Regions from separate parts of the Triticum aestivum genome. Here region 2 is linked to region 1. The links are chromatin contacts, called in public Hi-C maps. All regions are on one chromosome and are shown on one strand. Each heading gives the region's core, a stretch centred on a gene start, on an enhancer-like site or on the middle of the called end of the contact. The rest is flanking DNA. Distances are from core to core; before and after follow the strand shown.

Evidence for each region. Hi-C and Micro-C count contacts between places; a contact is called where the count stands out from the background.
Region 2: a Hi-C map of leaf shows a contact between it and region 1, with 4 times the contacts expected there. The contact joins the promoter of LOC123043693 here to the enhancer-like site in region 1. A contact is called at or near these places in 4 of 5 Hi-C or Micro-C datasets (leaf and an unstated tissue).

Annotation. Positions count from the first base shown.
Region 1 is chr2B:99,376,941-99,379,939 of IWGSC CS RefSeq v2.1, forward strand. No RefSeq gene overlaps it. Among protein-coding and RNA genes, the nearest start is that of LOC123043693, 61 kb to the right of the region's middle. Within about 2 kb of position 1,426, at least 1 of the 8 cell types and tissues checked has an H3K27ac peak or open chromatin away from gene starts, as enhancers often do. A contact at or near this core is called in leaf, where this site is marked.
Region 2 is chr2B:99,437,981-99,440,980 of IWGSC CS RefSeq v2.1, forward strand. It overlaps LOC123043693 (CBL-interacting protein kinase 2), which reads left to right and starts at 1,634. Exons shown (of 2, transcript XM_044466224.1): 1 at 1,634-2,029; 2 at 2,824-3,000.

The DNA.
Region 1 (2,999 bases), core at 176-2,675:
CAAATATGCTACTTTTATGACGCGCGGAATAAACTCTTGGCCTAAAGGCTTCATACTTCCAGTACGTGGGATCCAAGCATCGTGATGTATGTTAATTTTTCACGCCATCTCCTATCCTCCAGACCAGTCCTTCTCTTAGCAAATCCCTTCTGTGTAAAATGCTCTGGAACGTATATGAGCCGGATGATGGGCAAGTAGCGGACATTATCGAACTATCAGAGAAGTAGCGTGCCCTAAGCACTCTTGCACACAGGGAGGATGGGACTTGCAAGATGCGCCAAGCCTGCTTAGCCAACAAAGCTTGGTTGAAAGCATCAGGATCGCGAAAACCCATTCCTCCTTCTCGTTTGCTAGCACACATTTTCTTCCAAGCAATCCAATGAACCTTCTGTTCACCATTCATTGCGCCCCACCAGAATTTCGAGGAAATTGAGGTCAGGTTCCGGTACATCTTCTTTGAGAGGCAAAAACAACTCATGGTGTGGGTTGGTGTCGATTGGAGCCCAGATTTTATGAGAACTTCTCTTGCTGCTATGGATAGCCCTTGCCCTTTCCATCCGCTAACTTTTCCTTTCGAGCTCTCTGTTACATGCTTAAACATCCCATCTTTGGATCTCCCAACCTGTGTTGGTAGCCCGAGATAACGCTCACTTAAAGCTTCAGACCGAATGCCAATAACTTGCATGATTTGCTCCTTGGACTCGTCCTGGCTGCCTTTACCGAAGAAAACCGAGGACTTCTACAAGTTAACTTTCTGCCCCGAAGCCTTTTCATACTTTGTTAGGATCTCTCTCAGTGCCTCCATGCTCTCCATAGTGCCCTTGAGGAAGACAATGCAAGAGACCGATCGGTCCACATTTCCTGGGAACCGAGAAAACAAAAACACCGAAGCACCGAACCGTTCGGTTCGGGGGAACCGAATGCCCACCCCTATGCGCAGCAGCACAGATGCGAGGGCGGCTTGCACCCACCTCCGTTCGTCTGCCATGAACAATCAACCGCGAGCCCCTTGCGCGGCTACCGCGCCTTGGAACTAACCCGGCTGGAAGACGGCGACAGTGTCGAAAAGAAAAGGCTTGACAACGACTTCATCGGTCCTGGAGGGGACAAATTGAGTGTGGCCGCAACTGCGGCAGCGGCACTTTCTAGGCGTCACCGCGTCATGGGGGAAAGCACCGCGGACGACGGAGGAAGCAACACAGGGCCTTCACCCTTCGGCGGCGAGCGCTCGAGGGAGACGTGAGTGCCATGTGTGACAAGAATTGTAGAGAGACTTTAACCAACAACGAGAGCTCCAAGTTTTGGAATCTCACTCCAATTATGCATATCCTTCTGATTGGCTTGACCAGGCAAAACTATTGTGTAGGTAGCGGCTAGCGTGGGTTTGCAGTCACTGGACGCGTCCCGTTCACCCTGGGGGGAGAGAGTCCAGGTGTGGCCGATGGCGCGGTGAAAATATAGCTCCCGGTGACCACGACGTAAGATGGTCCTTCTCTAGCTTCATTTTCGAAGTAGGGCATGGCTATGCGCGCGTCACTCTCTCCTTGGTCTCTAGTATATCTTTCGTGGTGTAGAATCTCCCGCGAAGAATGGATCTCATTCGCGGTATATCTTGCACGTACGTCGTGTCCATCCATTCGCAAGCAAAAACACCACTTTATCTGTTTTTTGAATGAAAACAAATAACGCCTGGAAATTGGTTAGCATATGTGCAAAAATTCATCTTGGTCTTCCGTAAAAACACCCCGTGCGTCTAGCATTTTTGGTTGGGCACCACTACTCCTAGTGCCAAAAACATTTTCTTATTTGTTGGTTATTAAAAAAACACTAAGATATTCACACCTATAGTAATCTACATGTAGGTTGAACTGATACTTATTTTATAAAATAATTCTAATGAATGCGGCCATTGCTAAAATAAGGTCTGGTCAAGTTTGTATATATTTGAATTAGTTTTTTCTAACCCTATTGCTTGCTATTTTGTACTCAGTGTTGTTGTTGTTTTTTTTTTTGCGGAGAAACTCAGTGTTGTTTTTTGAATAGACTTTTTGCGATGGTAAAGAACACCCCAATCATTTCACACACACACAAAAACAAATTTGCAAGCATGATTTTGTTTGTATTACTAGGAACTTTTTAGGAATATTTACAGCCAAATGCTTGTTTGACTATATATGTAGTTGCATGCAAAATATGCAGTGTCGTGTCACTAATTCCAACTCTCATGCATTCGTGCATGCAAGCCATGTTGCATGCCACGTAAACCTCCCGGGCCCGACGTTCTCAATCATGCATCGCATGCACGCGCGACATGATACGTGCAATTATTTTTCTCTATTATTACGAAGAGACAGGAGGTGCGTATCGTGTACAATGATACACCAGATGAACAGTCGATGTTCGTTCAACAAGCGGCAAGCCATGCATCCAGACGTCTCACATGTGCATCTCCATCGTAGTCTAATGATCGGCATCAACAGCTACGTACGGCACCATTATGGACATTAGGCGTGACGGCTTTTGCAACCGGGTGAATCAACACGGCGGATTAGGCATCGTGAATTCATGACCAGTGAGTGATACCCTTGGCACTTTACTCTTCTAGGCTCGAGGAAGCCACCAGCTGGACGACAGGTGTAGTTTAGGATACCATGTCAGGAACATCGTCACGTTGCATCCACGGGAGTGTGTTGGTTCCGTTGGTTCGCGCCAAAAGCAACCGGGTACACTAGCTAGTCTGGGGCAAGCGCTCATGATTCGACATTTTTCTAAGCTTCATAATTCATGGTAGTATTGAATTGTTAAACTTGTACTCCTTGTTTGTGAAGATATTATGAAGTAGAATATTCAAATGATACTACTTTGTAAAGTTGTTTGACAACCATTCGCCACTAGCTAAGCTAAATAAATCTACTTTTGATGCGGGAGTTTCACGAGACCAATTGTTTGCGCAAAAGCGTACATGTGCTCGTCAGCTCATGGTCTTGTGGGTGACATGC
Region 2 (3,000 bases), core at 384-2,883, 61 kb after region 1:
TCGACCACTCTGTGTGCCAGGATATCATTAAAAAGTGTATATAGTATCATTGATGCCGTGCCCGTCTGTTGGAAGGAGTCTCCCTGAGACGGATCGAGCAACAACACATGCATGCATATCGTCGCATATATGCCTCCGGTCTCTTGATGCCATGCATGGGCTGCAAGGCTCCAAGCGAGCCACCAGATGACCAGAATAATGCCACTATTCTAAGCAAGCCCACACCTTTACGAGCGTGGGAGAGGATCGGACGTCCCAATTTCCACTGGTTTTGTACGTTTGTTGGTCCTGACCGTGACGCTTTTTCGTGCCTAACTTAGCCGGGACGATGGGAGGTGGGCTTTTACAGCCGGGCACGAGGAGGCGCCCTGTTTTTTTGAAAGCAAGGCGCCGTGTTTTGCTTTGGCCTCTTCCTCCCTCTCGCTTTCCTTCCTCCTGCGCGCACCGCTGATACGAAGCGCTGAGCGGTCTGCACATGGCTGGACCGATTCGTGCGTGCTCGATCTCTCCCACGTGCTACGTAAACCTCAGTGGCAGAATTTCCTTTGGAGATTACTAAGGCGCAACGGCACTGGCGGAGCTAGGTAGGAACTGCTGGGGGGCCAAGGCTAAATCGTGGGTGTTTGAGAGTGTAAACTGCTAAAAAATTCTCATCTAAGCCCTTTCCTTAAAAAAAAATCTTCATAGTTTGGTCCAAAATTGGGGGGGCCACAGCACCCCCAGACTTACACATAGCTCCGCCACTGCGCAACGGGCCGTACGAGCCCATGTTAGCCATGGCATCACCGTGACCTGCATGCCGCCGATCGGACGGCGCGGGGCCGCGTCGGGCCGTAGCACGTCGCAGCGAACGTTGATGTTGTACATTGCTCATCTTTTATTCATTTATTATACTCCCTCCTTCCATCTATATAGGGCCTAATGCGTTTTTTAAGACCGCCTTTGACTATTGACAAGATTAATAGTACATGACATACACAATGTGAAAATTATATCACTGAAAGCTCCTTTCACACACGAATTTAACGATGTGCTTTGTGTAAGTTGCATGTCATATATTATTGATCTAATATTTGATCAAAATTAGCCTTAAAAACGCATTAGGTCCTATATAGATGAAAGGAGGGAGTATTACTCTTCTTACGGGCAAATCTTGCGCTAGTAATTACTTTCGATTTCGCCATTCACCATTAGTACTACTCCCCGCTGCTTCAATCTCGAAGCTGGCAGATCGCCATCTAGCTCGATCTGCGCCATTGACGCTCGCTCCGGCCAGCTAGAGCTCTACTGCAAAATCTACAAGAATTTACAGCCGGGGGTCCATCAAAAAGATCTTTCCCTGTGACCCTACAATTATGGAGAGCACCATGACGCACGTAAAACGAGGACCGGGCACGGGATCCATGCATATGAAACCCGGTTCGTTGGCCGAACGGGACGGACGGCGGAGAGCGGCCGTGGGGCTGTGGGAGGGTGCAGCGGGCCGATCTAATTTGGTCCGTCCGTCCGTCCGTCCGTCGCAGCAGCGGACAGGCCAGCGCATTATTGGCGGGCCCCGCGGGGGCGTAATTTTACCGGCCCACAGCGGCGGGCGGTGGGTGGGGGCGGAGGAATATCTCTCTCCCCCTCTCCCCCTCTCTCTCTCTGCGAGAACGGATCCATCCATCCCTAGCGGGCGGGGCGCGGGGGGTTGGCCGCCGCGGCGCGTATAAAACGGAGCCGCCTCTCAAGCTTAACCTTTCGCCGCACAACACACTCCCGCACCCCGCATCAGGCTCTAGAAAAAGGAAGAAGAAACAAACTCAGCCTCCCACCCCAACCAGCTCTCTCGGGCAAATCTGCTACGACTCCGCCGTCCCCCAGCCCCGCCGCCCACGCATCCGCCTCCTCCCTCCCTCCCCTAGCCCGACCCCGCCGGCCTCCTCGTCTCGCGAGCGCCGCCGGTTCTTCGCGGCGGAAGGGAAGGGATCTACTCCGCCGCCGCGGCTGCTGCCGCGGTTCCGTTCGCGTCGCGAGCCGCCGGGATCTGGTACGGACTCGCTCACGCCCTTCTCCCTGTTTTTGTCCTTGTTCCGGTGCAGTCCGTATGTACGGTAGTGGTTCATCTGCGACTGCGTGTGCGCGAAACATGTCGTCTAGGGGGCTCGTCGGTTTGGTGCGTGTGCGGTCTCCGAAACAACTTCTCCTCAGGAGTTCGCAGTAGATTTCTATCTACATACAGAGTAGAGATAATCGTTCTCCTTCTCCTGCTGTTCGTTCGTGCGAGTTACCTAATTTGCTACTTGGTTGGTTAGATGCGCGTTTCCGGATGCTGTCTCTTCTGTTTTGGCAGTGAGAAAGTTTTGGCGTGATAGGTTGGTTATTATGCGCGGAGAGAAACAGATCCATCAGCTAGGTGCCATACAAGTTTGGACACCCGCATCTGGTTGCAGTTTACACCACTCTTAATAATCCGGCTAAGGGACGCATCTGGTTGGAGTTTACACGCCTCTTAATCCGGCTAAGGGACGCATCTGATGGCAGTTTAGACCCCTCTTAATCCGGCTAAGGGACGCATCTGATGGCAGTTTAGACCCCTCTTAATCCGGCTAAGGGACGCAAGTTAGCCTTTCGTTCGTTTCCGACTTTCTATGGTATGATATGCTTGTGGTCCTGTATGCGGAAGAGATTTATTTTCCCATCTTCTGCATATAGAACAATCTTCTAATTTCGGAATTTTTTCCGTCTTCTGCATATAGAAGAATCTTCTAGTTTCGGAATGGTTTGTCTTCACTACAGATTGCTCTATGGCTAACGTTATGCTTTTACTTTCTTGATTGACAGTACCTGGATTTCAGCAAGGAGGAAACATCTTAGGGAATGCAGAAAGATGTGTTTGCATGCTAGAGAGCTACCTTGCGAGGGAATCGGCAGGGTAGCCGCCCCTGTATCTGCTTTGATTGACCTTGATGACACCGCTTCACAGCAGCACACAACACACCTCTTCTTCCATGTGCTTCT